2 separate regions of the Mus musculus genome follow, and region 1 is linked to region 2. Evidence: chromatin contacts called from public promoter capture Hi-C data. All regions are on one chromosome and are shown on one strand. Each heading gives the region's core, a stretch centred on a gene start, on an enhancer-like site or on the middle of the called end of the contact. The rest is flanking DNA. Distances are from core to core; before and after follow the strand shown.

Region 1 (3,426 bases), core at 393-2,892, 97 kb before region 2:
CCAGGGGACGGGGTGGGGGGCTATTTCAACCCTGCTCCATCTTTCTACACACCCTATGTGATTCACGCAGCAGCCAAGAGAGTCCTCATTGTCATCTCCTGTTCTGGGATGAATCTTTCTTGTAGGCAAACCAGGGGTAGGGGCAGAGGCCCGCAATTACTTCATCAAGGGTCTTTCCTGCATGTCTTTGGGTTTTACTGCTGTGAACAGACACCATAGCCAAGGCAAGTCTTATAAAAAACAACATTTAATTGGGGCTGGCTTACAGGCTCAGAGGTTAAGTCCATTATCATCAAGGTGAGAGCATGGCAGTATCCAGGCAGGCATGGCACAGGCAGAGCTGAGAGTTCTACGTCTTCATCCAAAGGCTGCTAGTGGAAGACTGACTTCCAGGCAACTAGGGTGAGGATCTTCTGCCCACACCCACAGTGACACACCTACTCCAACCAGGTCACACCTATTCCAACAAGGCCACACCTCCAAATGGTGCCACTCCCTGGTCCAAGAATATACAAACCATCACACTGCACTACCTCCACTGTGACAGCCTGGCCCAAGGGGGTCATGGAGCAGGTAAAGTGAATGATGGCTCAGGCACCGGACCAAACACCCCCACACACCCTGCTATACACAGCCACCCCGTAAGCTGGTTCACCATCTAACTCCATGTCTAAGATGAAGAATCATGTTCAGCCAGGCACTTGGGAGCTGAGGCAGGGGGTTTGCTACGAATTCAAGGCCAACCTGGGATGCATAGAAGGCCTACATGTCTGGATAGTTACAAAAGTCCCGGGTAGGGTCCACAAGGTGGTAGCCCCCTCAAAAAAGAACCAAAATAAAGATGAAGAATGGTTGGAGACTCAGAAGGCACAGTTTGCCCAGTGTCTCTCAGCCAGCTCATGGGAGAGCTGAGCTTTGAGCCCGAGTCCATCTGAGCCTTTTTTTTTCTTGTCCACTGTCCGGGCTGCAAGATGGGGAAGGAGGGCGGTGGAAAACAGGGCCCCTCAGCGCTCCTTGAGAGAAAGCAGGTCCCAGGGGGACAGTACCCTAGCTGCTCCATAAATAACCAGGTCCCTGGGCCCTGGCGGCAGTGGCTCTGTGTGTAATACAAACAGCTCTAATCCCCTGTCAGTTAAGCTGGATATCAGAGGAGACAAGCTTCCGAGCGGGGAGGCCTAATTGAATGGAATTGAAAAGGCAGAATGGGGGGCGGGGCCTGGGAGGAGGGACGGGAGCGTGCAGTGGCCTGGCGCAGCTGGCTGGGGCTCCGTGGCCAGTGAGGCCTCATTCCAGCCTCCCCCCCCCACCTCCCCCAGGCAGGGAGCCAGGCTGGGGGCGGGGTGGGGTGTCGATGGGGTCGGTGGGGGGGGGGCCCAAGCCAGGATGCCCCGCCCCTTTCTCTGCTGGCTCTGCCGTTTTTTTTTCTCTCTCTCTCTCTCTCGCGCGCGCTGACCCTTTCTCTGCTTCGTCTGTTATCTCAAATAATGTCACTGCCTCTTTACAATCTATTCATCAGAGCAGAAAGAAGCCAATACTGACAATGATAAAAAAAAAAAAAAAAAAAATCTGTGCCTCCCGGGGACAGAGCAAGCTCGGTTCCAACCGCTGGCGCCCTGCTGGCCTGCCATTTCACCGCGCCTGGGTAATCAGATTCCACAGGGCAGTCCTCCCACCCCAGGCCCCCAGAGTCCTCCCTAGGGCTCCTCTCCCAAGGAGGACTCACCCTGGGGACCTTTCAGCTCACAGAGAGCTTTGGCCTGGTCTTTAAAAAAATTTTTTTATCTTTTCTTAAATTGGTTTTTCATTCTTTCTTAGTATTTTAAAAACGGAAATGTACCATAACAGCCAGTTTTTTGGAATCTCATTTTCAAACCAGATGTGACAGGAATGGTGGTGGATGTCTGTAATCGCAGCATTTGGAGGATGGAGGCAGAAAGATGGGAAGTTCAAGGTCATCCGCAGCTATGTGGTGAACTGGAGGTCAGCCTGGGCTATATGGAACCCTGTATAATATATATGAGACATAGATAGATAGATAGATAGATAGATAGATAGATAGATAGATAGATAGACAGACAGACAGACAGATAAACTAAATAGAGGGCTGGGGCCAGAGCTGAGGGCCCGAGTTCCATATCTGCACCTGACCTAACAGAAAGGCTTGAACAGCTCTACCCCTCCTCCAGGGCAGCAGCTGGCTGGGGCTAGGCCCAGGCAGTGCCCGTTACAACCCTGCCCCAGCTGGGCTGGAGGTTGGTAAGGGTGAGGCATAAGAGCAGGGACTTCTCAGGGGTGCCAGAAGCTATGAAAACCAAGGCCAGGCCACAGGACTGGACACCACAGCCTCAGAAACAGTAAGGAGACCAGCGCCCATGGAAGGCACGCCACTCTCTTGTGCCATGGGGCGGCACAGAAAGCAGCTCTCTGAACATCGCTCTCTGAAGAGCTCTTTGTGAGACAGGTGGGAAGTCCTGAACTTAGTGTCTGTCTCAGATACGTCAGACCCAAAAAGCCATGTGGCTCCGGCATCTGGGGAGCCCTCAGACCTTGGGGTTGGCTCTGGAGAGCTCAGAGGGTCACTATGCAGGGACAAAGGCCTAGCCGAGCAGAGGTTATTATCTCAGCGGTCAAGCAGGGCTATGTTAGCCTCTGCCCTTTTCTCCAGCCCTTAGGTCTGCCAGGGCTCTATCCAGTGTCTGCAGTCCTTTAGGAAGCCTGGGCTCACATCCCAGCTTATTGCAAACATACTGTGTCTAGGGCGGGGGCGGAGGGGGGGCGGCAGGGGCGGGGCACTTCCCAGCTCTGTGCCTCAGTGTCTCCATCTACAGTGTGGATCCTTGTGGCTCTGTTGGAGAGTCTTGGTGGACTCTCCTCTTTGACAAGGCAGGTGGCTGGCGACCCCAACCTAGAGGGCCAGGTGTGAGGGCTGCCAAGGACAGGCCAGCCCATGTGCTGAAGCACCCCACCCCCACCCTGTGGGGTCACAGGGGGCGTGGAACAGATGTGTTGTCTTGGCAACAGATGGCAGGTGCACAGGCCCAGGAAGCCGCTTCCTCCAAGGTCAAGTCCTCTAACTCCCAGAGCCCGGGCGATCTGGTGCGCAGGCACTGTGGTTGGGGCGCAGTGTCCAGCTCAACACAGCCAGGCCTGCCCTGCTGCCAGCCACCTAGAAGAGCAGAAAGGCAGCTCTTTCTGCCTCTCTTCCTTGAACCCAGACTTCCTCTCCAAATCAGAGAATGAAGGGTGAAGTCTCCCTGGCTTCGGCCTCCTCTGTCGCCAGGTTTGAAGCCTGGATCTGCAGACCTGAGAGCTCTCAGGTGACCTCTCTGAGCCTCAGTTCCCCGCTGTAGGAACAGTAGCAGTCCTGCTTCCTGGATGTTCCGGCCACAGGTGAGATGGGCAGAGGAGCCAACAGCACCAACAAGG
Region 2 (3,371 bases), core at 411-2,910:
TCCCCCTGGGGAAACGGGACAAGGGTCGGGACTTCCCTTTCCTGCCTCCCAACTCCAGGTCTGGAGCACTAAGCTCCCTCAGCTCCCACCGCTCCCTCGGCTGTCCGTGTCTTCCACTGTGCTGATTATTGCCAGAGCTTTCTCCTTGGTGCTGAGTCAGTGGGTAAGCCTCACAGTGGTCTAGCCTTCTGCCCGCACTGGGCTCTGTTGACCATTTAACTGTTGCCGAGGAGCTGTGTGATCCGGGTTAGGGTTCATTTTGCAGTTCCTAATTTCTGGCATGCTGTGCATCTGTTTGTCTTACTGGTTTGGGTTTCGTCTTTCAGCCGCCTGGCTGCATCTGGTTTGTAACCTCTTCTTTTCCTCACCGACTCCTCGCTGCTCTGTAGACGTGCGTGCTCTGGGTCCTGCTTCCTCGTGGGCTCTGTTTGCGTGGAACTTTCCCCAGACTGACTGACCTCCGCTTTCTTCAGTACCTCTACATTCATGCATGGCTTTTCTTGTTAGGTCTCTGCCTCCTTCCTTTTTCCTTCCCTCCTCTGCTCTTCCTCTTCCCTGTCTTCCTCCCCTCCCTCCCAGGGCTGGGACAGAGCCTGGGAACTGTCACTTGCTAGACAGGCCTCTGCCTGCACTTCAGCCCCATCCGCGGTTTCTTGATGTGTCTGCGATTCTCAGATAAGCATTGTGGCTGCTGTCTGTGACCTAAGGGGCATTTAGCAATGGCCAAAGGTAGTTTTGGTTGTCACAGCCTGGGTGTTGGGAATCTGCCTTACAGTACACTGGACAGGCTCCATCTCACAGATCTTCCCTGAGGCCTTAGGCTCAGAAATTTGGGTTGTAACAGGTATCTCTGAGTGACTGTGAAGGCTGGCATGCATTGCAGTTGTAAAGAGAGGCTTCCTAGGGGAGAAGAGGAAGGAGGGTGAGCGCCCAGGCTTCCCCAGAGAGGAAACACCAGTGTGCTTATATGAAGTCAGCCAGTAGTCTCCTGCTCCAGCGATCCCCTATCCCTGCCTCCTGCCCCCTGCCCCAGCAGCCTCAGTACCCTGAAAGCCACAGCGACTCACTCCTGGGGTCTGGTGTTTGCAGCGTCCCGACAGTCCTGCTGCTGCTGCCTCCGCCACCCATGATGTGATGTGCTCACTGTCACATGCCTGTAGTTAACTGTGTGTGCTGCCTACAGGCCAGTGCTGTGCTACGTGCTTTCTGGCCAGCCTCTGGCCACACCTGTATGCCCGTGCTGTGCATCCCATCTGCAGAGGAGACCTTGGGATAGAGCTTAGGGGAACACTGAACATGGAGCAGGCAGGTGGCAGAGCTGGGGTTCAGACAGTGGCCCTTGCTTGTCACCATTGTACTAGGTGCTGAGACGTCCTGGAGTCAGAGCCTCTTGGGCTACCCTGCCAGTCCTGCTGTCCCCGCGGCCCTGGAAGCTCTCCTCAGTGCTGTGTGCTCCAAGGCAGCAAGAGGCCACTTGATGGCAGTCTGTGGTTCTCCATGCTGGCAGTTGAGCTTAGTGTGAGGGATAGATGCCTGCTTTGAAAGCAACCAAAATATTTCAAGTCTGAATGCTAAGCTAATTGAAACCTCATGGAGTGTGCGCTGGCCGGCGCCTCTGCCCTTATTTGTTCAAAGTGCGCCTTCCCCACAAGCATTTCCTGGCATTCTTGAGTTGGAGCCCAGTGTCCCAGGCCGCCTTTTCGTTTACAGAAACTCTGGGCTGTCACTTGAGTAATGGATTTGGGGGATTTTGGCCTTTCCCCAGCAGCTTGAGCTGGTGGTGCGTTGAAGGCAGGACACAGGCAGGCTCCTTCCAGGCAGCTGAGTGCGTCATTGATGGCTGTTTCTCTCAAAGCTTGGAAATCTTTATTCTCAGTGGCTGAATCCCACGCCCCTACCCCTAAGTGACAGCAAGCATCTCCCCTGACAAGTGCCCTGTGACCTGGTTTTCCTGCTGCCCACTGCAGGCTGGATCCTCATTGACCGCTGTGGGAAGCACTTTGGGACAATCCTCAACTACCTGCGAGACGGGGGTGTACCCTTGCCTGAGAGCCGCCGGGAGATCGAGGAGCTGCTAGCCGAGGCCAAGTACTACCTGGTGCAGGGCCTGCTGGAAGAGTGCCAGGCCGCCCTACAAGTAGGCACCCCCTTCCCTACTCAAGCCCCAGGTTCACAGATAGGAGGGCCAGTCTCAAGCCAGACTGCCCTGATGTATCCAGAGATCCTGGGTCACCTCTGTGTGGGAATGGGCCCTTCAGCTCCCTGTCTACAGATCTGAGAGGTTCACTGTAGAACTTGCCTCCTTGTCCTGTCCTTTGTGTCTGAAAGCCATCCTCCCCTCCTGTTGGGCTGTCCTTCTCCTTGGCTACCCGAACACTGCCTCAGGTGCTCGGTCTGTTCCCTGAGAGGCCGCCCCTTGCGTTTTTACTCTGTATTGGTTTGTTCAGGCGTCATTTGAGAAGTTTCCCATGCAGAATTGGGTGGCCCTTGGCTTCTATTTCAGCCCAAGGAGATGCTGCATATGTGGGACTAGGAGCCATTGTCTTTTGGGGGCCTTCATGGTTGGATGATAGACTGACTTTTTCAAGGGAAGCCTTATGGGGGAAGATGTTAAGGAGTCCTCCAGGCGTGGTGGTGCCTGGAACTCAGGCACTCAGAAGGCAGAGGCAGGAGGGTCACGAGTTTTGAGGGCAGCCCAGGCTACCTAGCAACACTCTCATAAAGAACCAAAGAGGCCCTGGACTTTTTCTGTCTGGGTTGTAAGCATGGCTGGATGCTGTCCATCGGGGACTGAGCAGGCTCGGGGGACTTGCAAGGCGTTGAGAATAGTAACACATCTACGCTCTGCCCTGTCTCTCACTGCAGAGTACAGATCTTTCTCCTGCTTGGGGGCCGGGCCGGGCGGGGATGTCTGGGCTCTACTGTGGGCTTCAGGGCTCATTCTTTCTCCTTTCATCTGCTGCTGCCACTACAGTGGGGTGGAGCAGCTTTTATGCAGTCACCTGCTGCATCGAGGGCTGAGTTTTGAGTGTCCTCCCAGGCAGACAGAGTGGTGTGTCCTTCTGGGGGGGCAGACAGAGTGGTGCAAAGTGGCTTCTTTTCCCCTCTCATTGCCTGGCTTTCTGGCTAGCGGGCCCCCTGGGCTGAAAGCACGTTTTGTTCCAGCAGAACAAAGATACTTACGAGCCCTTCTGCAAGGTACCCGTCATCACATCCTCCAAGGAAGAACAGAGGCTTATAGCGACGTCAAATAAGGTGTGCCGAGGCTTGGGGTGTGTGTGTGTGTGTGTGTGTTTACTGAGTGTGGGGTGGTGTGAATGGGGAGGGTGTGTGTACCTTTGTATATGAGTATGGAGGTGTCTGTGTGTGGA

The links. Capture Hi-C pulls out chosen DNA fragments and counts their contacts.
Region 1: a promoter capture Hi-C map of adipose tissue shows a contact between it and region 2. The contact joins two enhancer-like sites. A contact is called at or near these places in 2 of 484 Hi-C or Micro-C datasets (embryonic stem cells and extraembryonic ectoderm), 3 of 115 datasets of contacts at active chromatin or transcription factors (all in embryonic stem cells) and 3 of 9 other capture datasets (adipose tissue, liver and pancreatic islet).

The regions. Positions count from the first base shown.
Region 1 is chr5:114,465,412-114,468,837 of GRCm38.p6, reverse strand. No RefSeq gene overlaps it. Among named protein-coding and RNA genes, the nearest start is that of Gm34722, 13 kb to the left of the region's middle. Within about 2 kb of position 1,642, at least 122 of the 459 cell types and tissues checked have an H3K27ac peak or open chromatin away from gene starts, as enhancers often do. A contact at or near this core is called in adipose tissue, where this site is marked.
Region 2 is chr5:114,368,825-114,372,195 of GRCm38.p6, reverse strand. Kctd10 (potassium channel tetramerisation domain containing 10) reads left to right here. Exons shown (of 7, transcript NM_026145.4): 3 at 1,968-2,137; 4 at 3,169-3,255. Among named protein-coding and RNA genes, the nearest start is that of Kctd10, 10 kb to the left of the region's middle. Within about 2 kb of position 1,660, at least 157 of the 459 cell types and tissues checked have an H3K27ac peak or open chromatin away from gene starts, as enhancers often do. A contact at or near this core is called in adipose tissue, where this site is marked.